2 separate regions of the Mus musculus genome follow, and region 2 is linked to region 1. Evidence: chromatin contacts called from public HiChIP or PLAC-seq data. All regions are on one chromosome and are shown on one strand. Each heading gives the region's core, a stretch centred on a gene start, on an enhancer-like site or on the middle of the called end of the contact. The rest is flanking DNA. Distances are from core to core; before and after follow the strand shown.

The links. HiChIP or PLAC-seq counts read pairs in DNA pulled down with a chosen protein or histone mark.
Region 2: a contact with region 1 is called in an H3K27ac HiChIP or PLAC-seq map of neural progenitor cells, with 5 times the contacts expected there. The contact joins two enhancer-like sites. A contact is called at or near these places in 1 of 484 Hi-C or Micro-C datasets (nephron progenitors) and 3 of 115 datasets of contacts at active chromatin or transcription factors (embryonic stem cells, neural progenitor cells and stem cell-derived neural progenitor cells).

What each region holds. Positions count from the first base shown.
Region 1 is chr2:17,694,027-17,701,517 of GRCm38.p6, forward strand. It overlaps a transcript of Nebl not described here. Among named protein-coding and RNA genes, the nearest start is that of Mir6419, 130 kb to the left of the region's middle. Within about 2 kb of position 4,630, at least 27 of the 459 cell types and tissues checked have an H3K27ac peak or open chromatin away from gene starts, as enhancers often do. A contact at or near this core is called in neural progenitor cells and stem cell-derived neural progenitor cells, where this site is marked.
Region 2 is chr2:17,836,602-17,844,092 of GRCm38.p6, forward strand. No RefSeq gene overlaps it. Among named protein-coding and RNA genes, the nearest start is that of H2al2a, 160 kb to the right of the region's middle. Within about 2 kb of position 2,955, at least 33 of the 459 cell types and tissues checked have an H3K27ac peak or open chromatin away from gene starts, as enhancers often do. A contact at or near this core is called in neural progenitor cells and stem cell-derived neural progenitor cells, where this site is marked.

The sequences.
Region 1 (7,491 bases), core at 3,380-5,879:
CTGCACAGCTGCCCAGAAGTGATTAGAGCATACCTTTTGGTTGTGTATGAGTCTAAGCACTTACTAGTCTACTGGTAAGTTTAACCATGTACTTGCCCTCAAATGTATAAAAAGGAGAGACAACTAGAGTACTTACACGAAAGAGTTGTGAGAATTCCAAGAAATGGGAATTTTTTTTTAAGTTATTTGAACTGTTCTTACTCTTTCATAGTTTCTCATTCGCACAGCTGGGGTAGTCATTTACAAGTTGGAAAAGCTGGGAAAGATGTTGATGGTGACCATGATATGATGGTTTTGTCTCGACAAGCAGATAGTGGTAGAACTGATTCAGCTATCTTCCGCTCAATGTCACTGAACAATGAGGCTACTGGAAGAATTCTCCCCTGGGGTTTTCAGCTTTTGAAGCCCATTCAGGGTCATGGTTACCACATCATTCTTGGTCATTGTTTATGACTGATATCATCCAAACAAAGGCTTCATGGGAATGGAGAGGGCAGCAGAGAATGATGTGGATGGAAGGGACCATGCTTTCTACCCATCAGTGGCCACTTCTCTCTCTGAGACCCCCTCAGAGAGGAATGAGGATGATGACCACGAGGGTGAAGTTGCAAGGATCATAAAATTGGCTTCTTATTGAAATAGAAACAGGGGCAGTCTTATGTTATTGGGGCAAGTGACAACAATGTCCTGATTTGCACTAAACACCTGCAAAATAGGCCTGTTTTCTTCTAGAAAATTCTAAGGTCAGAAGAGATGGAGAGAGAGACAGATCAGCAGGTAAAAGTGGCTGTCATGCAAGCCTGACTACCTGAGTTTAACCACCAGATACCACAGTGGAAAGAGAAAACTGATTCCCAAAACAGTCCTCTGACATTCACACATGCTATGGCATGCACATTCCCGAGCACGCACACACACACACACACAAACACACACACACACACACACACACACACTAATTTGCTTAAAAAGAGGTCAATGTATGTATGTAAGTAAGAGAGATAGTTTGGGTTCCATGGAACTCAATATTCAGTAGCCCCAGAAGGTGCCTTACAGGAGAAAAGAAATCTTTAAGATAAATAAAGATGGGCCAGGGAGAGAGCTCTGTAGGTAAAGACATTTGCTGCCCAAGTCTGGTATCCTGAGTTTGATTCCTTGGAACCAGGAGAAGATAGAAGGAGAGATCGCAGTCCAGAAAGTTGGTCTTTGGTCTCCACACAAATGCTGCAACACACACACACACACACACACACACACACACACACAATTTTTTTTATTTAAAAATAAGTGAACCACCAACTCTGTATTTCCCATGAGTAGAGGAAATACAAAGTACCTGCAAGCAACATGCCAGTTTTAGAATAGCCAAGAGTTGTCATGACTCAACAAGATGTCAGAGGGCAAGGTGGGGCAGATTAGAAATGATCCATGACAACAAATCCCAGCGAGGGTAGCACATTGTGGAATAACTGTTACATTTCTTTGAACCTTCATGTGCTCCAGAGACTGTACTGTGTTCAGGAACTGCTTGTCTGATCCTTATGACAACTCTGAGGTAGATCTCACCCACAAAAGCTCTGAGAGACTCAGTAACTCCCCCAGGATCACAAAGCTAATAAACTGCAGAACTACAATTCAAACCCAGCTCCACTGATTGCAAACATATGCTCGTAATAAGCATACTAAACCAAAGAAAAAGAAGCAGGGAAGGACAAAGGTTAACAGAGCAAAACATACCCACCAAAACATAGTAACTGCTATTATACAAGGCATTCTGTATAAGCAAAACAAAATGCAATTACCAAACATAAATAGCACATCACAATAAATAGCAGTCACTATCCAAGACTTCAAAATGTTCCTACACATGATCTCTTCCCACTTTGATTCTATCCGTTCAGTTGTGACTTGGCCTTCAAATCTGCTTGAAAGCAATTCAACAACAAAATTGAAAAGAGAACACAGTCATCTCTAGTTACAGTATGTCCATGGAGTTCTCAGATGTTCAGAGCGGGGGCAGCTGTTGGAATTTTCATGATCAAGCTCCACGGTACCAGGAGAGCTCTTTCTGGAAGTCTGAGTCAAGAGTCGGAGTCTGAGTCGGAACTGTACCTCAAATGAACATGAAGAAATCGAAGAGACATGCCATCAGTGTGGGCTTTCAGGCTGTGGATAAAGGTTTTGAGGGGCCCTATGAAACTCCAATGAGACAGATAGGCCTCACCATATGCTTCTGCCATGACTAAACAAATTCAGAGTGCAATCAAGCTCAGAAAGAGATCATTTGCATCCTGCATGAGGATACAGATGGATATCTACCCAAATCAGATGAAAGGAGGAAAGAAACACCTTAGCCAGGAGGTCAAGGTCGAGAATCCACCTCAGTTGAAGGATTTGGATTGTATCTGTTGTCATGGTGATGATGCTAGGCTTAGCTTCACATTGTCACAATAATCAGAAAAATAGGTTTATTTATAGTTCAAAAGCAGCCTGGACTTGCCCCTCCTCAACCCCAAATCTCTACTAGAAAAACAAGGCTGCAGTGGCACAAATTATCATACCTGTCACCTGAAGTATCAGCACCACAACCTTAGCCTGCCTTCTAGAAGAGAGTTGATTCCCATACTGACCTCGTGTCATAACAAACCTTGGGAAAATGGAATAAATTGTAGAGATGTTGAAGTAGATAAAAATCCATAATGGTAACAGCCTTCTATGAAGCCCAGCAACATCTTTTTAACTTAGGGATTAATGTGTATGGAATGGGGACTGGGGGAAATGACTCAGTGGTTAAGAGTTCTTGCTTTACAAACCTGAGTGTGAACCCCCGGAATCCACAAAATAAAACTTGGAACCTCAGCATCAGAGAGAAGAATCAAACATATCCAGGACGTCTGGCAGCCAACCTAGCTTAAATACGTCTCTGGTTCAGTAAGAGACCCTGTCCCAAGGAATAAGGCAGAGAGTGATAGAGGAAGGTATCCAACTTGTGGTCTCTGCATTCATGCACTCACAAATACAAAACACACACACACAGGCACACACACACATACCTTACATCATTAAGAATATACCTGAGCACAATTGACTTTAGACTATGATTGAATAAAACGGGAAAATTTAAGTGTTTTGGGTTTTTTTTAGAGTGTTTAGGAGAATTAGAAATATATAGGCATAACTGTTAGTTTGGTAGAATTTTAAAACTCCTTAAGAAAGTGCTAAGATCTTCAAGTTTACTTCCTCCAGCCTATGAAGTGATTTAAAAGCATATCATATGTATTTACAAGTACAGCTTTAAATGCTTAAAAAAAAATAAGCAAGCTACAGAGCAGAGGGATCCATGGTAATTTAGTCTGTTTAACTTTAATTTATTAACCAGCATTTAGATTAAATATCTAAATATTATTTGATCTCATTTTGCAAATTACTTGCTAGATTTATGTATAGGATAAGACATTTAAGGTAAAATAAGGGCATATGATAAAAATAAATCTATCAACTTTACTAAGTCAACATTAATTAAAAATTAATGACTTAAAAGTAGTATCAATTTTAGTCTCACCAAAAAATGCCTAACGTAGATCTAGCTATAAGAAGATGGGAGACAAATATAAAATTATAATCCTTCTACAAAATACCGGTCTACAGTTTTCAAAAATGTTACTTCCATGAATAAAAAGATAGTTCCAAATTAAGATGACCAAAGAACATAACAATCCAAAAAGCAGCTTGACCTGTGCTTTTCCTTCAGCAAAACTGGCATTATTGTTCATTTTGGGGAAATCTGAAAGAAGCCTGTAAGCAGATAACACTATGTTATCAATTTTCATTTCCCAATTTTGCAAAGTATAAAGTATGTCTGTAAGAGAAATCCTTTGTTTTTAGGACACACACGGTGTGTTATTTAAGAACAGAGAGACATTTTATCAGCATTTATCTCTCTGGTTCAGGAGAAAAACTGAAAATGGCAAATGTTTTAAAACACTGTCATTTGGAAACTCTAGGGGAGAAGTATATAAGAATTCCTCAGGTTTTCTATGACTAGTATTGTCACAAAGTAAAAGAAGGAAAAGCTAATATTTAATAGCTTGCTTTAAAAAAAATCATCTCAGACAACCATTACCCACCAAGAAGGAACCATAAAAGATGAACTAGAAGTGTGCATCTAAGAGAATGCCACAGAGCTGAGTGGAACAAGAAAACCTTCACATTCTTACTAAAAGACTGAAACCTAGCCAGGTACAGTGTTCATGCCCACAGTCGCAGCACTCCAGAGCACAAGTCACGAGATCTGTGAGTTAAAGGCCATTCTGAGCTATGCAGCAAAACAGCAACAACATCAATGACTGAAACTGAGAAAAAAAAAAAAGTCCTCTATTTAACCTCACTGTCAATCGTCATCCTTTAGATGAAAGCTCTGATACCAAATAATGGTGTCCTGGCAGTCAGTATCTACCCCCAAGGCTTTTGGCTTTTCCCCACGTGGTACATAACATCCAGAACTGTCATCCAAACCCCAAAGCAACTCAGCCAGCAAAGGCCTTTCTTGAAAGTCTTCCCATTGGCCTCATACAAAGCCTCTAGGTAGAAGGCAGGCCCCTCCCCTCCCATCCACACATCAACTCCAGCCAGACCAGGACTAAAGGGCTTTGAATCACTCTTTGTAACAAGAAAAAAAAGACCTTATTCAGTAGGGAAGCTTGCAGGAACAATCATTCTCTTGGCCATCTCCTTGGTAATATAACCCACTATTCCCAAGAATTCCCTATTTTGGTGTCCTGATGCACAGAGAGCTGGCTTAAAACAGGCCTAGCCCTTCTCTGAGACCAGGATCAGACAGGGCAGGCCAATAGCCCAACAACTCTTCTGGCTTCACCCCCCCCCACCTCCCATTATTTCAGAATCATCTGTTAGGATGACCTGAGGTACCCTGTGACTATAACCATACAAACCCTAGAAGCACATGACTACATACAGTGATCTATGTTAGACTATGTAAACTTGAACTGATTAAACAGAGCTGAAGTTGAGTCTTTGCATATATGTGTGTTACAAAAACATAGAGATCTATAACAATAATCATTTCGTTAATTCATCACACATGATAAGCATAATTTAAAGTTAAGAAAGGTAGGGTTAGGGCTAGAGAGATGACTCAGTGGTTAAGAGCACCATCTGCTCTTCCAGAGGTCCTGAGTTGAATTCCCAGCAACCACATAATGGCTCACAACCATCTGTAATGAAATCTGATTCCCTCTTCTGGTGTGTCGGAAGACAGTAACAGTGTACTCACATATATAAAATCAACAAATCTTTAAAGAAAAAGAAAGAAAGAAAGAAAGGTAGGGCTTTCAAAGCGCACAAATGGAAGTAGATATTCAAACATAAAAGTGCTTTTCAAACACTTAGCACAAAGCAATAGTTCAATGAAATGAATGAATGAGCTTTTATCTTTAATGTAATAAGCTCTAAGGAATAGACAAATGAACAGAAGACACCAGAACTCTTACTGGAGTTGGAAAAGCCAAGTTCTAGTCCCAGAGCTAGAATAACTGTAAAATACTGCACAACCACCCCACATTCCCAGCGCTTACATTCCATACATATTAAATATGCAAGTGGGGGCAGATGCTCCTGTGATGGATAATCATCATTGTCAACTAGACTGAATATATTATCACCATGGAAACATATCTAGGTATGACTAGGAGGTTGTTTAATGTAGCAGGGGTAACTCACCTGAATGTAAGCATCACCATCCCATGGCCTGGGAGCCCACACTGAAGGAGGAGGAGAAAGCTAACTGGGCCTCAGCATTCATCCTCTGCTTACTGATTGGGACACAATATGACCAGCCACCTCACACTTTTACTGACATACTGCCTTGCCATGATGGTGGAATGTATCCTCAAACTGTGAGCCCAAATCAGCCCTGCCTGCCTTAAGTTGCTTCTTGCCCGAGGTTTTGTTCCCAGCTGCATAGAAAAAAAAAAATAATACAGATCCTAAAGTTAATCTAGCCTGAAACAGTTTTATTTTAATTCTGCAATTTTTATTGTACATCCTAAGACAGACTGTGGGCACAGCTTTGTTCGTTATTCAAACTTTACTCATCTCCTAGATAGGCAGATTTAATGGCTAATTACTTTAGTTCTTTGGCCTAATTAAGACCTTCTTTTCATGGCTTTGGCCATTTTTTATTTCTCTGTGGCTAGCCTTTTCACCCTTCCATTCTCTGCTCTCAGCCACATCACTTCCTTAGTTATTTGAACAGATATGCACACACATGTGTGTTCGTGTGTCTGTGCACATGCACACACATACACACACGTATATGAAATGCTTATGTATTTTTTCCATTTCACTATCTTATTGTCCATTGAGTCAATAAGTTGGACATAGCTGTACAGTGGTAGACATCTTTAGTTCCAGCATTCCGAAGGTAGAGGCAGACGGATCTTTGAGTTTGAGGCCAGCCTGGTCTATAGAGTGAGTTCTTTGACAGTCAGTGCTGTACAGAGAAACCCTGTCTCAAAAAAAAAAAGAAAAAAAGGTTGGGCATTCGACATGACTCACAGAGGAAGCAAGAGATGCATGGGATTAGGGTAGCTACTTGGCCAGTTTGTGATAGGGCTTCGGTTGGACAAAGCAAGAGCTTAAAATAAGGCCACTTGGAGAAGAAAGGGGGTGTCCTTTACCTCTAATACATTCATTTATATGGGGAGATGGAATGATAATTATTCGATCAGAAAAATACAATTATTCAAATACAATACAGCAGAGCCTTTGTTCTGCCTCTCTTGTGAATCTTAAGAATAGAGCATTCTCTAGTTTCTGCAAAGCATGCTTGTGCCCTTGGAAGGCAGAAAGGTGGCACCCTACAGGGACTGTCACTCTTCTTCTCCATTGCCTTTGTATCCACCCTATAAGAAACAAAAGACCCAGTCACAACCCTAGAGCCCTCAGTCACTTTGCTTTTTCCCAGGATTGGATAACTTCTGCAGGCTTCATGGAAGGAGCTATTGGCCTTGGGACAACAGGGCCTGTGCCCTTGTGCTAAGCACTGTCCCCTTGGGTATCCCTGTAGCATATAGATACTGCTTCAAGACATCCAGATTCCCCAGAGCTAACCCACCCTTCCTGGCTAGTTGAGCCTTCTAAATAACCCTCTCTGTACCAACAAAAGCAGACTGGATCACAGGAGCTAATCCTAACCATGTCCCATCACAACAGGCCAAGTGGGTATAACTAAGCCCATGTAACTCTTTCTCACTTCCTCTGTGAGTAGTGCTAATGTCCAGCCTACTGACTCAATGGAAAATAAGATAATAAAATGAAAAGGTACATATTTCATACACATGCATGTATACACATGTGTACGTGCACATGTCCCTTCAAATAACTAAGACAGTGACGTTCCTAAGAATGGAGAGTAGAGGGGTGAAAAGGCTAATCACGGAGGAAGTAAAAATGCCCAAAGCCATAAAAAGA
Region 2 (7,491 bases), core at 1,705-4,204, 140 kb after region 1:
AGGCACAAATGGGAATTAGAGCAGGAACGTTATGTCCAAAGGCCAGATATGAGAATCAGCTGTCTCTGTTGGGAATAGAGAAAAGCCCAAAAGAGTTGGGTAGAGATGCCAAATCTGAGAGAAGGAGATAGAAATGGGTAAGCGAAGACAACCAGAGTTGTGTTGTGAAAGCTAAGCCAAAGCACAGCTGGATTGAGTACAAGGGCCTCCTGAGCCTTGTATTCGAAGTATAAGCTGTGCTGTCTCACTGTTTGCTATGGTGGAACATCGCTGGGTGAGCTTGGGAGGGCATGTCCAAAGAACATTAGATTAGGAGGGAAAACAGAGTGATTGTGAGCAGCCGCATCCCATCATGCTAGGGCCCCTCCGATAAAACAGGAAAGGGAAAAAACAGGGGATATAATCTGTCTCTCCCTCCCTCCCTCACTTCCAGCTGCCATGATGAACTGATCCTCTGAAACTGTGGTCCCAAATAATGCTTTGGTCTCTTGCATTCTTTTTGTTCAGTTATTTTGTGATGGCAATGAAAAGTCTAAGGCAGGAAGTACTTGATGGCTAACCAATGTTGGTTGGTTGGTTGGTTGGTTGGTTGGTTGGTTGGTTGGTTTTTGTTTTATTTTGCTTTGTTTTTTTTTTCCTTTGCCACATTGATTTTAAGAGTACGTCTCAAGGGTGGGAGCAGGAGCCTACACTGGAGTTAGAGATTTATAACTTTGGTTTGGTGTTTGGGGAGGGACATGCCTTTGCTCATTGTCTTTGAGCATGGCTAGGAATGTATGCCACCCTAAAGGCAATAGTCATACCCCTTAAAACCAAGAGCAGAGCTAATCTTACAATAAATGACAGACCACGGAAGGCCAAGGAGGGAGAGAGAAAGCACGCCCAGCTTTCATAACCTCACGAGGTCCAGCCAGCCCTGCCTAGCCTTACTTCTGGGGTTTCCTAGGAAGGAAGTCAGTTTTGCTCCCTGATTGCTTAGCTGACTTGTTTAAGTTGCATTGAAACAGAAGCAGCCCTCGGAGACCAAGGCCCACAGGGAATGCTAATACTGAATAACGTCATCCAAGAATCCAGTCCAGACTTCTGCAGCCTCCCAAGCCTAGACAGGACAGTGCCAGCTAGGAGTCAGCCATCCAACCCTGATCAGCTTCAGAGCCACTTCCCAAAGGCCCGGAAGGTTCTGGAGGGTTCCCAGGGTCTGTAGTGTGCCAGCCTCACCGACAGGACCTACTGAGTCCAGTCAATCTCCTGGGCTCCTTCACTGCATTATTAAGTGTTTGACTGGCTTGTTTGCAGCCAAAAGCATTTACTTTTAATTTAGACAATTTCCCCCTTTTTAATTTTGCCTGCCTTTGAAATAGGTCTGCAGAGCGATGCTGTGTCACAGACTGCCCTTGATGTCTGTGTTCATTTGTTAGCATATTTGGCGTATCTGCAGCCAAGAAGCCGTAGGCACTGGATCGTTATGTTCCTCTGTTTTCCCTTTTCAAGGATTCTGTTAAAATCCATAATGTAACCAGACAAGCAGAACATTCAGGCATTCTTCTGAAAGTTAAGCCTTCTGCCTCTGCACCTCCAGTCAGTTCCTGCTTCGTACCTGGCGTCTCTGAAAGAGAAGAACGCTGCCCTTCCGTGTGCCCTCACTAAAGTCTCGGCCACACACAAGGCAGTACCTCCATTAGCCCAGAGCACTTTTCTTTGTTTTCCATCATGCTTCCAGGAGCAGCAAGCAACAAACAACAAACAAGCAACATGTGCAAAACATCAACAGATATCGTACGCTTCAAATCTCAGGGCAGCGGGGGAGGCTGCTGTGGGCAGGAAGCATGCCATTCAAGTTGGTACAGAGGGATAGTCAATTGCAATGATCGCTTTGATCTGCTGATCCCCTTATCGGATTCCTCTCTGCGATTCTGCTTATGGGGAGAGTTTTTTTCTCTCTCATCACTAATCATCTTGCAGGTCCTGGTTTATACCTATTAGACTAAACACACCCTGGGGAAGTAGTGGCTAACTCTGGTCTGTACACATCTGAGATGTCAAAGCGGCAGGAATCCACAGAGCTCCGGGCTTCTCTGATTAATGTCACCGACATGAAACATCCAAATTCTCTGAAAACAAAGCGACTTTCTTTGGACTCCAACTTCAATTCTAGCCTTCAAAAAAGGATGCTGAGGACCATGATGGAATTGTTTCCACCCTGGGTGTCTTACCTTTGAAATAAAGGGGTGTATCACCTTTGACACACACCCACATGCCCAAGGCAACCCATCTTCCTGGCCCTGTCTCTCACTCCCGGCTGTTGCCATGGTTTGCTCAGAAGAGCAGCTGCCCAGAGACAGCATGGAAATGGAGTGCACACTGAGTCAGTCCAAGTATCGTCTAGGATAATGAGCAGAGGTCTCAGGATTTTGAAAGCCAAAATGCCCTGTCTTTTGTAAGGCTGCCCTCAATGGAAAGGGGACAAAGGGAGGAAGGCCTAAGTAAAACAGACTTTGTCTTATTAACCTGGTGCACACGCCTGTGATCGGTGGCTTAGCTGGCAAATTGCAAGGACCTCGATGGGAGATTCAGAATGCAACAAGTGGATGTTGCTATGGAAACGGATCAAATGAACCCCAAGAATGAAGGCCCTCAGCCTGGGGAGAATGCTGGAAGAGGGTGGATGTTGCTTTGAATGCGCTGAGCTGATGTCGGAAGCCCGTGCAAGGGGAACGGCTTCCGAGGCTCTCGCTAACTTGGCGTCCTGAGGGCGACACGAGAAGCTTGCCCCAGGTCAGTTGGTTTAGAAAAAGACGAAGACGTTCTCTGCCCCTCGGCTGAGGACCCAGGCTGCATGAACCTCTGCTAGCTCCAGACTCAGTTGGCCCGAGGCCTGCTGTCCACAGGGCCTGGGAAGTGTGTTCCATCTACAAAAGTCCCTACCCCCATCCTTCGGTGCCAAGGCTGGAAACTCTGGGTGAAACAAAGGAAAGAGACAAACTGGGGCTTTGACTCACTCAAAGAATGGGCAGTCGGGCAGTGGGAGGGTTTACTCTCAGGAAGTGATCAGATTCAAGGTCATACTCCCAAACCCTCCCTCCAAGAAATGCTTCATTTTCCAGATAAAATTAGACTGTGTCAGAGCACACTGGATAAATTTAGGGTTCTACCCTGAGGCTTGGGTTGGGGACAGAGCTGGATTTAATAACATCTGTCATCCCTTCCAGACCCGTGATTCTGTGATAATTGGCTGGCGGGAGCACTGGTTTTCCAGGACACCCATGATTACAAGGCACTCTTTAAATGCACCGTGTAGACACTCCAAACAGCACAGTTGTAGATAATTACCCAGTTGGGAGTTTCTATATATGTAATAACTAACACAGGATAGGCTAGTCAGAGTCAGGGGGCCAGAAAGGTTCTCTGAAAAGGAGAAGTCAGTCCTCGGGGTCCTGAAGGAAGCACGTGAGTCTTCTACTTTGCTCTACTCTATCTACTGTGTGCACAGATGGAGTTCTGTGTCTGGGGTGCTCAAAGTCACAGTAACAAGCCCAAGGGTGGCCATAACAGCGCCAAACAGAGAGGAACACTGAGTTCTAGGCTTTATCCAAAGCTGAGCACCACTCATGCAAAAACCCACAGTGCTCCACAATGTGAAACAGGTTCAATGCCCGTGAGATATGACAAGTCTTCATTCAACACAAACCTTGTTTCAAGCTCAAACTTATTTAAAAATACTGTATTAATTTGCATCTGGATTATGTGCATAAAGTATATATGAAACATGAGTCTTAGGCTTAATGTCAAGTATCAGTCTCAAGCTATTTCCCTACATGTACGCAAACATTTCCTACTTCTGAAACACTCAGAACCTGACTTTTGGAAGATAAGAGTATCAGGTCAAAGCTGTAAGCACGTGAGTTGGGATCTGTGGTCATTTGAATGAAAATGGCCCAATCAAAGAAAACACATGGTGGGACTCATGGCTCTAGCTGCGTATGTAGCAGAGGATGGCCTAGTGCCAACCACAATTCAGCTTTAGTATTTAAAATGCACCCCTCTCACAGCTTGTGACCACTCAGAAGAGAATGATAACTACAAAATCAGGATGATGTCAACAAAAGTATGGGACAGATCTGGAGGTAGTGTACAACTTGTAATGTGCTCAGAAAAATTAAGACTTAAGACGCTATATCCAAGTTTATGATAGTTTACATGGTGTGTAGACTATAACTACTCGGTGGATTTTAGTTACCATATCTGATCAATTTTAGATCTTAAACATAGTTCAGTGGTAGGACACTTGGCTAGCATGTAATGTGCCTGAGTTCAGTCCTTAACACTGAAACAATAGTGACAATGACAATAATAATAATATCTTGCCACATCTACTCAGGAGATTAAAGCAAGAAAATTACATCAGCCCTGGAGTTCAAGGTCAGCTTGGGCAATAAGGTGACTCTGCCACTCAATATGGTAATAGTAACAATAATAACGATAACCGTAATAGCATTAAAAGTCTATTTTGGTCACTGTGAGATCTGAATGTCTCATGAGAATGCAAAAAAAGCAATTCTTCCTGGGAGCAACAGAAATAAGGGTGTTTGTGACTTGTCCCATCTCCCTCTGGACAGGCCTCTCCTGAAGGCATTTCTAGTAGAATGTCAGTTTGGCGCCTCTGAGAGGGCACAGCTGTGTGGAGGCACACAGTAAGACAGACAACTCCAACTGCTGTCTCAGGCAGGGCTGGACTGAAGCCAACAGGCCTACCTCCCTGAGATGAGAACAAGAAACAAGAATGCCTGTGACAGCCATCTCCTGAGTTTCACGGAGATGAGATCTTCAGGATAAAACCTTGCAAGAGCTCTGAGATTCTTGGGAGCACAATGAATGGAGTTGCTTTCATCTTCCTTATCCTCTAAAGAGTGGGTGTTTAATATTCCAAAGCAGGCCAATTTGTCAAACAAAATAATAAATGCTTATGGTTGGAAATACCCAGCCACACCAGAACATTTTACTTCAAAGGTTAGATGTTCCTTTATTATCAAAGATTACTAATATCAACACTTGAGGTAAGAACCCACAGCTCATTAATGCTGCATATAATTGCACCAAGCTGTCCACACTAGCTTTTTCCGCTGGGCTAAATCTGTTGTTTATCAAGACTCACTGAAGAGAATATATTTGCATATTTTAGTGAGAGTAAATGTCTAATAGAGTAAAAAGTTTACCTCTAAGGTAGCGGTCTTCTCTTCCAGCTTTGGTCTCCAGGTATAGATCTGTGCCATCTTCTATTAATTTCCAGTCTGACTTGCACAGAGCAAACACTACAAGGAGAGGGAGACTTGGCTTTGGAAATGAATCAACGAAGAGAATTTACTTAAGACAAATTTGAGTCTTTCTTTGTTCTCCAATTCTCCATAGCTAATAGGCATGAACTCTGTGCAAAATTACAGTAAGAAAATTGTTGTCTGAAATAATTAAAGTGTTTTTCAAGGCATTATCTCAAATTTACAACAATTATACCATCCTCCCCAAAGTCAAACCATCTAGAATTCCACTGAATAGTGGCATCATCTGGTGGACACCAGCGATACTGCAGCCCCCATCCAAGTTTGTTGTCAGCCTTCCATGGGAAATGCTAATTTCCTAAGGAATCTGTAAGCCATCGAAATAAATTCCGTTAACCATACTGAAGTGAGCCTCAGGTTTCCAAATTATTACAGTTCATATAGATAAACCTTACCCACTAATTGAACTTTCCTAGACATTCCTAATTATTCTGTGTACAAATTTTATTTCACCCCAAAAGGTCATGAGCTACCTGAGATCCAGGCTTTCAACTTTTTCTTACCCTTTAGACTTCCAACTTGATCCATGGGTTCTTGGTTTCAACTTGGCAGGGGCTGGATATATAAAGAAAGAGAGTATGCTCCTAAAAGTATGCAGAATGTGTAAGTCTGCATAACATTTATTTACTTTGGGAGAAATTATAAATGAGTGTAGCTGTTATGGGAAACCATGCTTTGGGCTAGAAAGAGTACATCCATACCTCTTTGTGTGACTATATGTATGTGAGGCTAGAGGAGTAAGATCAGATCTCTCTGGAGCCAGGATGTTGAGAACCAAACTCAGGGCCTCTACAAGAGCAGTGCACATTCTTAACCCCTGAGTGCTCTCTTTCTTTCTCTCTCTCTCTCTCTCTTTCTCTCTCTCTCTGTTGCCCATGGCTTAGTTTTAAAAACCATAGTTTGAAACCAATTAATACTGTCCATGTAGTGTTAAGACCATTTGCTGCTCTTGCTCATGATGCTGATTCAATTCCAAGCACTAAGTGATGGGTCACAGCCATCTGTAACTCCACTGGCAGGGGATAGGACACCCTCTTCTGGCCTCCATTGGCACCAGACACAAACAAAGTATATATATGCAGACAAACATCATAGATATAAAATAAATAAATCCTGGGGAAGGGGAGGGTGTCTCTCTTGCTTATTTTGGAAACTATGCTTCTGTGTGGACGAGTCAGTTGCAGATAGATTCTCCAAGCTCTTCCTGGACTTTCGTGGGTGTAGAACCTCAGCTAACCTTTCCGTACTTGGCCCTCCCACCTTGGTGATCTCTTTGTAGTGACAAGCATAAAAGCATCCTACCACAGGACCCATGCCTCATACTCGGCAGCTTCTCTCAACAGGCCCACTCAGTGAGGAGCTCAGTGCGTGAGTGACACCCACCTTCTCCAGTCAAGGATCAGTTCTAAGGGACATCCTCTTCCACATCTTCACAGATGCTGTGGAACCTGCTCATTAGTTTCTCTAGAACATGTCCCAAACACAAACAAGATGAATTTGTGTCCTCAAAATTTGCAGGTAGGTATTTGAAACCCCAAAAGACAGAGCCCTGTTGCATTCTGGGTAACCAGTGAGGTTTGATGGACCTGACACCTCATGCTTGACTAGCTGTCCTGTCTTCAGGTCCCCAACGCTCTTTCATTAAGCCTCACTGGTCCTCCACCACCAAACCTTCCAAAACATGATGTGTTTGGAAGGTTCTAGAGCCTTCTGCAAAATCCAAACTCTATCTTTGTTATTAGGCGGACCAAGATTCTTATGTGCTGTGTTTAGCCCAATTGATGCTATGTCATTAGAGTCAGGGTGCAGGTCCTACCTGCTCCTGGCAGCACCAGGCCAGTGTGCCCAACATTTGAGTTTCCTTGGAAGGGATGTCTAAGGATGCCCAAAGGTCTTACTCTGGACTGGCTGTACTTCAAGTTCCTCTCATGACAGTCACACAGTCGTGCCTGGTGGATGCTCAGCCTCTTTTTGTTGGTGCAACCCTGGGTACATTATATGAGTTCCCTGAGTTCTGCCTTGTTCATCAGGTGTTGATCAGACATTATCAACGCTTAGTAAGGCTGGTAAATGAAATTAGTGTCAGCTAGACACCTTTCTCCAACAGCAGTCTTCCATTAATCACTATAGACCTGTGCTGCCCACAACTGAAGCCACA